Regions from separate parts of the Mus musculus genome. Here region 2 is linked to region 1. Evidence: chromatin contacts called from public Hi-C data. All regions are on one chromosome and are shown on one strand. The core of a region is the stretch at or near the end of the contact, and the rest is flanking DNA. Distances in the headings are between cores, read along the strand shown.

Evidence for each region. A called contact is a pair of places that touch in the nucleus more often than the background predicts.
Region 2: a contact with region 1 is called in a Hi-C map of pre-pro-B cells, with 1.7 times the contacts expected there. The contact joins two enhancer-like sites. A contact is called at or near these places in 1 of 15 datasets of contacts at CTCF or cohesin (CD8 T cells), 10 of 484 Hi-C or Micro-C datasets (Th1 cells, muscle stem cells, nephron progenitors and 4 more) and 3 of 115 datasets of contacts at active chromatin or transcription factors (the 230-238 cell line, CD8 T cells and stem cell-derived neural progenitor cells).

What each region holds. Positions count from the first base shown.
Region 1 is chr9:14,070,318-14,077,406 of GRCm38.p6, forward strand. No RefSeq gene overlaps it. Among named protein-coding and RNA genes, the nearest start is that of 1700019J19Rik, 16 kb to the right of the region's middle. Within about 2 kb of position 4,059, at least 62 of the 459 cell types and tissues checked have an H3K27ac peak or open chromatin away from gene starts, as enhancers often do. A contact at or near this core is called in muscle stem cells and pre-pro-B cells, where this site is marked.
Region 2 is chr9:14,171,047-14,178,288 of GRCm38.p6, forward strand. No RefSeq gene overlaps it. Among named protein-coding and RNA genes, the nearest start is that of Gm51286, 5.4 kb to the right of the region's middle. Within about 2 kb of position 4,470, at least 171 of the 459 cell types and tissues checked have an H3K27ac peak or open chromatin away from gene starts, as enhancers often do. A contact at or near this core is called in muscle stem cells and pre-pro-B cells, where this site is marked.

The DNA of each region.
Region 1 (7,089 bases), core at 2,809-5,308:
AGCCATGTGTCAGGGGGTTCTTGCTTGTGGAATGTGTCGCCCAAAGCTCCAAAAGTGTTATGTAGATGTGTAGTAAGAGACCTACCTGGCCCTGTGAATGTGTGAAGGGTGGTAGGTCTAGCAGGAAGGAGAATGGAGGTAATAGTGTGGCCTGTTTTCTTCCCTGTATCAAGAGTGTGTGTGTGTGTGTGTGTGTGTGTGTGTGTGTGTGTATCCACACTTATGTGTATTCATTAAGAAATACATGCTTAGCACAGATACACTAAAGCTGAGGGAACCCTTGGAGTAGCAAAATCTTTCTGACTAGAACTAAAATTCTCTATTATCTAGAATCTGACAGGGACTCGATTACTGCCATCCAGGGTAACCTGGGAAAAACAAGTTACAGATCTAAGCTGGGTGTATACCCTCAGCAAAGCATGGAAGCCTGCACAGTTCAAATTTCTGCATATCTATAGACAGGGTGGGACTCTGGGGAATCTCTTTACATTCCTATCTCCAAATCTTAATGGTGCCCGAGAGACCAACAAGAAGCACCTTGCTCTTTGCCTGGACACAGGTGGGCATTGATCACAGCTGAAAGGCACGTGTCATAGTTCTACTGTTAGACTCTGATGATTTGGCTATAGACATCCCTGGTAGGGATGTAACCGCAAAGAGCCTGATTCTCTCCTCATCTTAGCAGCCTGAAGAAAACATGCTAGAGGGCAGTCCTTCACCCTGCCTGTCTGTCCAGGAGCTGTTGCTGGAAAGTGCTTGCTTTTCTTTGACTGAGTGGTTTGGGTTACCTGTCCTGCAGAGAGCAATCCAAAAACATCGAGTCATCTGTTGAGGAGACATTTTAGCACACAGCTGGCTGGCTCCAAGCACAGACATTGCAGAACTAAGTGCAAAGAACGACACTGAGTTGGGTGGTACACACTGTGTCTCAGCCTCACCAGTACCCATGTGTGTGTGTGTGTGTGTGTGTGTGTGTGTGTGTGTGTGTTGGGCGGAGGCACTTATAGAAAGGTTTCAATATGCCAGTGATTAACAGTGTGAGGAGAAAAGGAGAGGGAAGCCCTAGACAGCATCAACATTCTCCAGGTGGCCCTTATGCATGAAGGGCCTCCATTCTACTACAGTGCACACAATTGTTGAGAGACAGAGAAGAAAGACTGGGCTCTTACCATGTGGTGGGGACTGCAGGGGAGGTAGCAGGGTCCTTTCTGGGGCCTTCACTTGGGTAGGATATACTGCTTATATGTTCCTGCATCTTGTCTTAATTATGAGACTGAAAAATACCAATCTTATAATCAGAATAAACGGTAGCCCAGGATACTAGCAAAGTAGGGTCAACTTAGAGAATCAAGCAATGTGCCTAGAAAGAGTGGATTTGGAATAAAAATTTTAAAAAGTTCATTCATTCACTCATTCACATTTATTAAAATTCTACTATGTATCTATGCACTATGCACCCTGCTTGGGGTGCACGGGGAAGGGCATTACTGTAGTTTCTGCAGAGCATGCAGCCTGCTCAATTCAGACTGAAGGTCTGACAAGATCAAATAGATGGAGTCCCAGGCAGCATGAGGCTCGGTGAGCGAGTCACATGGCAGATAGGATCTATTGTACATGGGGCATGATAGCTACTGTTTTTATTGTCATGACAGAATGCCTGCCCAAAGAAACTTGAGAAAGAGGAGGTTTACTCTGCTAACTATGAGGGTGTGGTCCATGGTGACAGGAAGACGTGGTAACAAAAGCATGAGGCTCTGGTCACACCGAGTCCTCTCAGAACAGGAGCAGTGGACCTGCTGCCGGGATGTCTTCTCCCCTTTGCTCAGTCAGGACCCTGCCCAGAGAATGGCGCTGCACATGTTCCAGAGAAGTCTTCTCTACTCAGCTAAACCTTTCTGGAAACATCCTTGTGCACACACAGAGTCTACCATGATTCTAAATCCAGCCAAACTAGAGATGCAGATCCACCATTGCAGGGAATAATAATAAAGCAAGCAGCATGGTGTTGGTTTAAACACAAACATAGAATCAAATTGATAACCAGGCATAAACACATACACCTATTGACACCTGGTTGTATGTGTACATATATATAAACATATATATGTGTGTGTATACATATATATATGTAAATAGATAGATAGATAGATAGATAGATAGATAGATAGATAAAATCACACGTTAGAAATAAGAAAGCATCTTTAACAGATGGTGCTGGTCAGACTAGATGTCTGAATGTATATGAACCCAAATAGATCCATAATTACCCATCCACAAAACTCAACTTCAAAAGGAACAAAGACCTCAACATAAAACAGATACATGGAACCTGATAGAAGATAAAGTGGGGATTAGCCTTGGACTCATTGGCACAGGCTTTCCAAACAGAACACCTTCAGCATAGGCACTAAGATCAATAATTAATAAATGGGACCTCATAAACATAGTCTAATTCTGAACAGCAAAGGTTACTGTCATTTGGACAAAACAGCTGGCCATACAATAGGAAAGGTTGGTTTTTTTGTTGTTGTTGTTTTTCCAACTCCACATCTAATAGAGGGCTAATATCCAAAGTATACAAAGAACTCGAAAAAGTAGATATCAAACAAACAAACAACAACAAAACTATTAAAAATGGGGTACAGATCTAAATAGAGATTTCTCAAAAGAAACAACTCAAATGGCTGAGAAACATATTAAGAAATTTTCAGTATCATTAGCCATAAAGGAAGTACAAATGAAAACTACTTTGAGATTTCATCTTACAGCTGTTAGAGAGTTTAAGATAAAAAAAAAAAAAAAACCAAACCAAACCAAACAACAAAAAAACAAAAAATGAGAGCTCATGCTATCAAGGATGTAGAGTAGGGGGGAGCACTCGTCCACTGCTGGTGGGAATGAAAACTTGTACAGCTACTTTGGAAATCAGTGTAGATGGGAATTGATCTACCACAATGAAATTCACAGACAAATTGATGAAACTAGAAAAAAAAATCATCTTGAATGAGGTAACCCAGACCAAGAAAGACAAATATAGTATGCATTAGTTTATATGTAGATTTTATCTGTTAAGTCAATGATAATCAGGCTAAAATCCATAGACCCTCAGAGATTAGGCATAGAGTAAGGGGCTAGGATACAGATCCATTTCCGTGGCTAAAGGAAATAGGATAGATAGTTATCAATGGATAGGGGAGGGCTGGAAAGGAAAGGAATATGGGAAGAAACAGTTAAAATTTATTAAAACCTAATACAATTGAAGCTTCCTAAAATATACTCATAGATGAACATGATCTAAAAGAAATCATGAAATAATGGTGAAGAAAGAACTCCAACTAGCCATCTCTTGTCACTAAATGAAGCACTGCTTGTGTCACCAAGAACCTGAGACTAGACAGCCCAGGAACATAGGGTAAAACAAAATACTAGATACTAGATCTTTGTTCTAGAACTAACCAGTACCCCAGAGCTCTTGACTCTAGCTGCATATGTATCAAAAGATGGCCTAGTCGGCCATCACTGGAAAGAGAGGCCCATTGGACACGCAAAATTTATATGCCCCAGTACAGGGGAACGCCAGGGCCAAAAAGGGGGAGTGGGTGGGTAGGGGAGTGGGGGTGGGTGGGTATGGGGGACTTTTGGTATAGCATTGGAAATGTAAATGAGCTAAATACCTAATAAAAAATTAAAAAAAAAAAGAACAAAGCAGTAGTATAGCCCTCAATGACACTCTGCTATACTCGTAACTCTGTGCCTTGCCCAAGCGTCCTCAGAGAGGTTTCTCCCTAGAGAAGAAGGGAAAATCAGAGACCCACAGCCACATACCATCCAGAGAGTGGGAGTGTGGAACACTCATGCTTTAACAGCACATCTCCATCAAATTCCTCCCCTCAGGGCTGTGGTAGAGGGGGCAGAAAGAGTGTAAGGGACAGAGATAATGGAGGACACCAAGAAATGAGGCCCTCTAAATCAACAGAATCCACGCACATATAAGCTCACAAAGATAGAAGCAGCGTGCATGAGGCCTGCATGGCTCTGTGCCACGTGGGGTCTTAGAACTGAAAGGAGAAGTGGACACATGGCGTCATCACTAACCCAGAAGTTATCAACCCATTTGATAACCACTTGCAATTTAGTTTCCTCCAAGGAAGTCTCACTAGGGAAACTAATTATGACTAAGGTGGCTGCGTGCCCAGCAGTAAATGCCAACAGAAAATGAACTCAGTGGTAACAGTTGAGGTTCCTTGTCTCACAACGTCTCATCAGGGTGCTGGGGGTTTTGTGGTTGTTTTTGTTTTTTTTTTTGAATTATCTTCTTTTTAATCCTAATTTAATTCTTTATGTTTATTTTTTCTCTCTTTTTATCATACAGGTCTTTTTCATATATACTGTGGCTTCCAGTTTAAGGTTTGCATGAAATTCGTGAGTGTGCAGATGAACCGGTCTCATTATTCTATTTTATTATTATCCCTTAAGAAGCCTGTTTGTTTCTTAATGAGAGGCAGAAATGAGATGGATCCTGATGGGAAAAGAGGTAGGGAGAAATAGGGAGGAGTAGAAAGAGGAGAAATAGGGAGGAGTAGAAGGAGGAGAAGTAGGGAGGAGTAGAGAGAGGGGTAATGGGAGGAGTGGAGGGAAGAGGTAATGGGAGGAGTAGAGGGAGGAGGAACTGGGAGGAGTAGAGGGAGGAGGAACTGGGAGGAGTAGAGAGAGGAGGTAATGGGAGGAGTAGAGGGAGGAGTTAATGGGAGGAGTAGAGGGAGGAGGATCTGGGAGGAGTAGAGGGAGGAGGAACTGGGAGGAATAGAGGGAGGAGGAACTGGGAGGAGTAGAGGGAGGAGGAACTGGGAGGAGTAGAGGGAAGAGGTAATGGGAGGAGTAGAGGGAGGAGGAACTGGGAGGAGTAGAGGGAGGAGGAACTGGAAGAAGTGGAGGAAGGAGGAATTTGGAGGAGTAGAGAGAGTAGGAACTGCAACCAGGATACAGTATATGAACAAAAACCCATTTTTCAACAACATCATCATCAACAACAACTAAAATAAAATAATAATTTAAAAAGAAGGCGGTCTGTAACCTGGGCCTTCCTCCCAGGTCCCTGGCAAACAACACGTTTTGGAGCACTGGATCACCCTGGCCTTGTAAGCAACTTCTGAGTGAGATCCTGGGCAGTAGAACAGTTTAGGACAATCCTACCCAGCCAGCTCTTTTCACTGCTGGACACTGAGCACAATGCAAGGACACTCGCTGAGCCAGCAGCTGGGGACGCTGGCACACAGTGCAGGCTTCTCTCATTTGCTGGCCACATGCCCAGGACATCAAGCTGCTCTCTAAGTGATATCAGTCAAAGTGGGGCAGGATAACCCCACCTGTCTCTAAACGCATCATTCATTGGGCATGTTCGTTTGTAACTCATTACTCAAGTGAGATAATGACAGTGTGCACAGGATCCTTGACATGATTTACAGAGAATTCTGAGCCTAATGCCTGGCACATACAGAGAAGTCAATTAATTTAACTCAAGGGACCATTCTTGTTAGTTGTCTCTATGGAGTAACTTACTGAAGCAGCTCTAAATAAGGGATAGTATATTGAGCCATAAACTGTCATTAATAATCAGTTTAATAAAGGATTTTCAGATTCAACTTTGACCCCAGTTAGGACCTCTGGGATCAGGGTCCAGAGAAAATGGGCAGGACATGATGATTTGAAAGAGTCAAAGCACTGATGGAGGCTGGCAGGACCAGGTGGGCAGTATAACAGGGCTGGTGGAGGCCCCAGAGTCCTGCTAGGAAAACAAGATCCCAAGGTGGAGAGAGAAAGAGGTCTGCGCTGAGCAAGCAAGAAACATGGTTTGCATCCAAACTGAGATCTAATTCCCTGTGTAACTTCACAAGTCACTAAACTTCTTTCAGGGTTAGTGCACTTAGCACCAAATGCTGGGTGAGTTTGGTCACCTTGAGGACCCTCTGAGAGGTCACAGCAAAGATTTCCTAGCTTTCTTTAGAGAGTATTTGTGAAGTAAGTTTTTATCATGGAGCTTAGCTTTGAAAAATCCTGTAAATGTTAACACTGTCCAAGCTACATATGGTGACTTACAAGTAAGTCAAGATTTAAGAAATATCCCTCTTATAAAATCCTATACAATATGCATTGTTTCAAGGTTTCAGTAAATCTCATCCATATCTTTTTTAAAATTGATAAGGACACTTTGCAAATGATGTTTTTAAAGAAGCAAGTTTTAACTGGTAGGAAGGGGCAGGTCAGGACCTTGGCATTCAGAGTTTGAAAATATTTATGTTCTGCCTTTGTAAGGTTTGTTATTGTTCAGGACACAATTTCTTTTGAATTTTTAAATCATGGCAAAGAAGAGCATTAAGTTATACTTAACAAAATTAGAAGGTAAATTACCAAGAAGCAGATGATTATAGTGAGGTTGTTTTTATGTTCCTCCGTTTTCTCCGGAAATGAAAAGCTTTCAATCAAAACATCTATCTGCTTTAGTGTAACAAGGAGTGTAGAGTTGTGAAGTGTTCATTTAAAAGACACGGAAAGGGAAGCTGGAAGTTCTCCCAAGAGCAACCAAATGATTGAGGAAGATAGAGGCATAGAGGGCAAAGGAAGATACCGCAGGATTAAAGACTGTCAGATTCCTGGGCCATTGCCAGAAAGTTGAGATGAAAGAAGCAACCAGTCATCGAGAAACTTGTCTGTAAATGAGAACCCTTGGAATTAAGCTTTGTTTCCAACAAACAAGGGTAGGCTCTCCTACCACACATCCACCATGCTAGCAATTCCTCATGTGCACAGAGCTCTGGCATTGAGAGTGTTTACCCAGTCTTCACAGGTAGGTGCAGCTGAGCTTCTGGCCAGAATGAAGTGCACGTGCTCTCCTAGGCTGGCTATGCATGGGTTGGAAGCCCTTCATCTCCAGGTTCATTTGCTTATAGGAGCAAGTGTGCAGGTGCTCAGCAAAGGCTGACAGAAGCATCTGTAGTTCTGTGCAGAGGAAGGCTCATGTCTCCCCAGGGATGCATCTAAGTGACATGCCACCAACAATTTACTTAAACGTCCTTCCTAAAAGCTTGTTTG
Region 2 (7,242 bases), core at 3,220-5,719, 100 kb after region 1:
ATTAAAAAAATAAATTAAAAAAAGAACAAATAAAGGACACAAAGATAGATGAGTACAGAAAAAGGATGGATGGATCTGGAGGGGTTGGGGAGAGAGTATATGTGAGCAAACATGTTGTACAAATTTTTCCAAAAACTAATAAAAAAGAATTCCCAGGAAAAAAAGTAGAAATCTAAAAAAAAACTGACATGCTAGGCATACTAATATATTCTTATAATCCCAGCACTTGGAAGGTGGAAGCAGGAGGATTAAGAGCTCAGAGCTAGCATGAGATACAAAGAAAGTGTTCACATCCTGCCTGAGCTACTTGAGACCCTGTCTCAAAACAAACAAACTGACCAAAAAGATACCTGACCAAGATCAGAGAAAATGAAAGGAACAAACAAAACAGGCTTGCACATAGAAAGTGTACCATACCTGTGTGTGGTGCTTCCTACATGAAAAGAAAATAGCACCCACCCACCCACCCACACACACACACACACCCACCCACCACCCACACACACACACACACACACACACACACACACACACACACACACACATACCCACACACCCACACACCCATGATGGAACCACAGGCTGTGATGGAGACACTGTCAAGGAGCACTAGCCAATAGAACTGAACTTAGAAGAGGCTGGGTAGGTAGGGTGTGGCATTACTCAGGTCCCTCGGGAGGATAAATCTGTCTGTCCAGGCTAGAAAATGCAAACCACTGAACTCAGACCAGCTGACCCTGCTGCCTTTGTGTGAGACTGAGTGGAAAACAGATGGTAGGAGAGAATCCTTGAGCCAGGTAGCAGCATCTCAGGGCGATTAGGACCAGCCTAAGCTATTCAACCCAGAGGAGGCAGTGCCCTGTGGGTGTGGCATGCTCCAGTTGTTTGGTGTGAGGATGCTTAAGAGAACAGGCTTAGCAGGAACAGGCTAGCAAGAGTGTGTCAGCATGTCTGTGACCACAGTCCCCAGCCTGCATCATCAGAAATGACTAGGAAAGCCAGAAGAGAGGGACAGCAGCTCAGCACCTGTTGCATAGACCACAAAGCTAGACTTCCCAGGGCTGATTGTGGGAGGCATTGAAGGACCCAGACAGAGAAACAGAAGTAAACACACAACTGGGCAGAACTCTGTGTGTGTGTGTGTGTGTGTGTGTGTGTGTGTGTGTGTGTGTGTGTCCCAGTGAGTTTAATTAGGGCTACTCCAGAAGCATGAGTAAGAAGCTACTCACAGGAGTGTGGGCATCTCACCAGTATCTTCACCATTGAAAAAAAAACCTCTTCCTCCCTCTGCAATCCTTAACTACACAGAGTATCAAAGAGAGGTGGAGCCTTCTGAGCCCCTCCCCCTGAGCTCTGCCTTTCTGACCCACAGTCTATTGATTGGATCTCTCAGGGAAACCCGCCATCCAGCCCCGGAGGAGTCATTCACTGTTCGTTCAATAACTCTTTATTGTATAATTGCTATATGCTAGACATTATTCTAAACATTTGAAAACATCACAATAAAGCAGCAGGCACCGTCCTTTTCGTCACACAGCTCATCTCCCTTTTGAAGAAGTCCAGACAGGAAATAGACATTAGCTGAAATAACTTCAGGTGGGGAACTTGGCTTGAAGACCACTACACAAGAGAATGTGGGAGAAAATGGCAGACAAGGGTGACACAAACCTTTCTTCAGACAACACAGGGCAGATGGGGTCACTTGGACAGCGGTGTAAGGTCAAGGCTCTCTGCACAGCCCTAAGCAGGCCCATGCTGGTGTTAAAGTGATCGCTTCTTTCCCTCGAGTCTCCAAAGCAGGAGGCAGCATGCCTTTGGCACTGTCGTCTTTCTTGGGTTCTCCACTACGACTGAAACTGTTGTAGAACCTGCTTTCCAATTTGTCTTTGTACCCATTTGACACATACTCTGTGTGCCCCATGTGTACTAAGCTACCCTCACGGAACAAGAGACAGTATAGAAACTGGGACCTGACCATGGCCACGTGGGCCACACAATGAATTCAAGTTCTGCACCAAGAGCAGGTTGCATATTTAACTCTGATTGCATTTGGATTAAATGTAAACTCTGGATTATTTATAATGGCCAATATAGAGAAACAACCCAAATACTCGTTAAAAAACAGGTGAAGAGGGAAAATATGGGGGAAATGTATATCTGTGGTAACAAGGTATCAAACCTTCTTAAGGCACAGAAGAGAAACTGTGATCTCAAGAGCTGGTGGGCAACAGCTGGTCCAGCCAGGCAGACACAGGACGAGCAGCAGCCTACAGGTGTAAGGAGACGGGCGTGGCTATAGCAACTGCCTGGCGAACAGATTAAATCTGGTTATTAGAATATCCTTGCCACTTTATGCTTACTGCTCCCAAGGCTCGGGAGGAAGGTAAGGAGCTCACAGGAATGGGAATAAAAGCAGCTTTCTTCCAAAGCTTCAAATGCACCTATGATCTTTCCTAACAAACTTTTTTTTTTTTTTTCATTTTGTGCAGCAAAGCAAGTCATGTCCATGGAAGCATGAAAATCTGTGTTTCGGCGCGCGCAGCCAGGCTCTCCGCGCCGCAGGCGTGATGGTTCTTTGTTTTAAGAAAACATCTGTATTTTAGCTGGGTAGCAGGTTTTGAGCGGAGGTCTAAAAGAGCCATCTTCGAGGATGATCCAGTCCAGACCGGAATCAAAGAGGGAGCTGGGTGAAACGAAAGCGCTGGCAGGCCTCTAGCCAGCACTCTCTGCTCCACTCTCTGCTCCTGTGCAGGACTTTGGTCACTGGTCCTCTGGCATCTCTTGCTCCTCCTCTCCCCAGCAAGGGTGCCAATGCCTAGAAGTGCTGCAGCGTGCCGGGACTCTAACTTGCTGGAGTTACAGTGAACCAGCAAGGGCACCTGGCCCTCTCTGGCCCAGGATTCTCCCCTTGCAAATCTCTAAGCTCAAGCCAGGAAAGAACACCACCACGTTTTTCTTGGCTTTTTATGGGGTGTTGATCCAAGGATCTGTTTTTACATTTGAATGTGGCAGTTAACTGTAGCATAATAGATTGCAGACCTTAGAGAAAAGATTGCCTGGAGGCTGCTGCAGAGAAGAGAGGGCTGGCTGTACAGAACTGCACTGTCAGCTGGTTCTAGCTGGGCACTCAGCCACCACGCCTTTATTTTTAAAGGAGTCATTGACCTTCCACAGGCCTGTATTAAAGTGGGGTGCGGGGAGGATGCTGCCAGGCACGGTGGGATTGGAAGAGACCTCTCAGAGTCTGGGAAGCTTTGGGGTTTTTTTAGTCTGTTTACTGTCATGGAAATTCTGAGTGTGACTTAGAGGCCTCTCTGGCTTCGAGCCAGGTGGAAAGGTTTCACAGGGTGGGGTGGGGGTGGGTGGATAAAAGCAGGGATTCAACTGGGAAAAGACCAGAGTGGAAAAGCAGCTGTCTTGGCTCAGCCCCTAGAAGGATGCAAAGGACCAGTACCCAGTGTGAAGACAGGAGATGAATGAGACCCTGCAAGGTGAAGGACCCTGTACCACTGTCAGAGGGCACCAGGCTTGGTCAACTGCTGAGAACCTGTTAGAAACTGATTGCGGTGTGGGTGGGCTTGATAAACACACCTCTGTTCATTCATTCATTCATTCATTCATTCATTCATCCATTCATTCATCCATTCTGCAAACAGTCTCTAGAACCTACTGTGTTTGAGACACACTGTGTTCACAGAGGTGACAAACACTTTCTAGGCCTCCCACTCCATGGGACAGTTCAGCAAACACAGCTGCTCTGAATGATGTAGGTGGAAAGGGACCAGAGCTACTCTGGGAAGGGAAAAGAGACAAGTCTCAGATCCTCAGTGCGCATGCCCTCTTCAGAGCACCCAGGTTCATTACCTCAACCAGGAGTGGGATTGCTACTAATCTTGTGCTGAGGAGTCAAGTGAGTTAGTGTCTTCCCTGAAATTGCTGTCAACTGCAAAAGACACATAGGCTGTGAGTGTCCCTTCACTTGTGAGTATTGCTTTTTAAGGAGCTTCCATTGAGACCTCTGACAAAGGCAGTGGTGCCCTGCCAGAGGAAGCAGGCTGGGAAGGGACTTGCAGAAGACTGGCTTCCTAGAAACACAGATGTCACTAAGGTAGGCAGGCTGCTAGCCCTGAGCTTTAAGGCATTCTGGAACTGAAATGGAGGTGGAAACCATCTGGCAGGATAGGAAACTGAAAGTTCACGGCTCAGCCACCACAGCCTTGCTTCCCTGGCCTGTCTAGGCTCCCCACAAGCATGGACTTGTTTTCTGTTAAGATCTCTGGAGTGTGTGTGTGTGTGTGTGTGTGTGTGTGTGTGTATTTGTGTGTGTGCATGTGCATGCTCGTGCACGCTCATGCACCTATTTTATTAACAGCCTGAAGAGAAATAGCACGTGGCAGCTTGGTGAGCTAAAGAGGTCAGAGAACAGATGCAAAGTGAAGGGGCAGCTATGGAGCTGCTCCTGGCTGGCTGCCAGAGCCACTACTATTTTTTTTTTTCTGGCCAATAATCGTAGTGCTTGAAGATGATGAATACCTTTAGAGTTGCAGGGGCGGGGGGCTGGCTCCTTGGACAGCTTATTAACAGCAACACTGACAAACGGGATGGTAGGGGTGAACTTGATATCCCCTAGTGTGCGGGCAGCACAGTAATGTCGTGCTGTGGTTCTTTAGTTCAGCGAGCCTGAGAATTTGAAGATGTTCTGAACATGACCCTCCCACCACTCCTCCCCATAACTCAGACGAAGCACCAGAGAAAAAGCAAGCCACTGTATCAACTGTGTGGAGTTTCAGCTTTCTTGTTTGCTTGTGTGACTTCAGGCTTTCCTTATGGAGATAAGCAGAGCTCTGACTACATCAGGCAACTTGAGGTTTTATGTATACCAGAATAAATATATTTCCCAGCTGTCTTTTTTTTTTTTGTCTTAGAAAACACAGTCTTATAGAACATTGAGCAACTTAGAACAGGGTTTAGTCTGATCTCAACAATCATTCAGGGAATTTCAAATTAAAACGACATTGAGATTCTGTCTTATTCCAGTTAGAGTGGCTGGTGTCGAGAAAACTGACAACATCTGGGGAAGATGTGAGGAGAGGGCAGCTCTAATTCACTGCTGTCAGGAATGCAAACTGGTGCAATCATTAGGAAAATCACTAGGAAGTTTCTAATTAAAATATGATCCAGCAATACCACTCCTGGGCATAGACCCAAAGGACTCCACATACTACCACAAAGAGATCTGCACACCAGGCTTCGTGCTGCTGGATTCACAATAGCAAGGAGATGGGATCAGCCATCAACAGAGGACGAGATGACGAAAATATACACATACACAGTGGGGTTGTATTCAGCTGCACTGGAGGTGAGATGAAAATCTGGGGAAACTTAATGGAAATGAAAAGGACTATACTGAGGTGACTCAGCCTCAAAAACGACAAGAACCACATTCTCTCTCATATGCTAAGCCTAGTCTGACACGTGTATGTAAGTGTGTGTAAAGCACACACACACACACACACACACACACACACACACAAAACCTAGGAAGGAGATGAAGACAGGATCAAAAAGATGCTGAAGAGGGGGATCAGAGCAAATGGACCCATGACATCAAAGTGGGTCGGAGGTTATGGGAAGAGGCTACGGTTTGGGGGAGGGGAGTGGGGGGGAGGATGAGTGGGAGAAGAATCTACTAATACCAATTCTGCTTGGAACACTACAATGACTACTCTTACTATGTATGTAAAGTTTTAATTACACACACACACACACACACCAGAAGGATCATTATACAAGGCAGGGCAAAACACAAGGGCAAATGTTAAGGGCTTACGTTTGGCTGGCTGGACCCTTATCACAGTATATTCTAGTTTCTGCTTGGAGACAGTAACCCCACAGAAGGAAAAGAGAGCAGGAAGATAAGTAGTAGCCAGGGAGAGCACGGCAGAGCAGGAGGCTAGCTCCTCAGCTTCCAATGCCCCAGTGGGAGGCTCCATTTTCATTTTGGCTTTTTGTTTGTTTGTTTGTTTGTTTTGTTCTCTTTTGCTTTTAGCAGATCACACACCCTCCTGTCAACAACGGATTGCACCTAGCAGTCTTCAGCTCTGCTTTCCTCCAAGGTGACAGTCCACAGTCCTCCGCCTCTCCCCTTTCCTGCCCACCCTTCCTTCTTCCACCAGGACCAGAGTGTGGCTCAGAAGCAAGTGCTGATCGCCAAGCAGAGTTCTGCTTTGTAGTTCGTTCACACCTTTCATCCCACAGTTTCAAAGCAGAGTACAAATGTTAACTTGTCCTCAGACACCCCAGGACAGGCAGGTAGGTGGCATGTGCTATTATCATCATGTTTTATGGATGTAAACCAGGCACGGAGCCATGAACCTGCTGGAGCCCTTGTGGGGAATAATTGTATGTCCAGGAACCTACATCAAGCCACCAACCATAGACCATTCCAGCTGAAACACCACAAGTGTTAGCTCTCTAATTGATAGCCCCTGCTTTCTTCTTCTCTTGGAGTCTGAGGTCTCTTGTAGTCATAGAAATGGGTCCTGCAATCTGCTAAAATCAAAATGCAGGGTGACAAGTCTTGGAAACAATGCTTGACAGGCAAGCACGAGAATATGAGTTCATTCTCCCAGGACCCATGTGAAAAAAAAGCTGGTCCTTGTGGCCCGTGGTCATAATCCCAGTGGCAGAGAGGTAGAGACCACGGACTTGTGAGACAGCCAGACCAATCTACTTGGTGAGTTCTGGGCCAATGAGAGACTCTGTCTCAAAAAAGCACTGAGGAATAATACCTGAGCTTGTCCTCTGGAACACACATGCACACACACACACACACACACACACACTTTTATAAATACAAACTATCTTCCACTACTCTTCTCTTAAAATAAGCCAGAAGATAAATTAAATCAGCCCCCACGTACATAGATGCTTAGCATATATGGTAATTTGCCTAGAAATATCAGTTTGCCTGGGTCAGTATAATCTGAAGTTGGACAATCTGTAATAGTTTGTGCCCTCCCCACTGTTCCTACAGGTGCCACTTTAAGAAGAATGGTTCCTAACTGCTATGTGGTCATAATATATTAAATATATATTTCACATCTGTATGGATACTTATTCAAACCATACAGAGGTGAACCAGGGACCCAAGGGTTTGTCTGACATTATAAGAGAGCCTAGTCCTAAAGGACCCTCTCTTTCTCTCTCCTCCCTCCCTCTCTCCCTCCCTCCCTCCCTCCC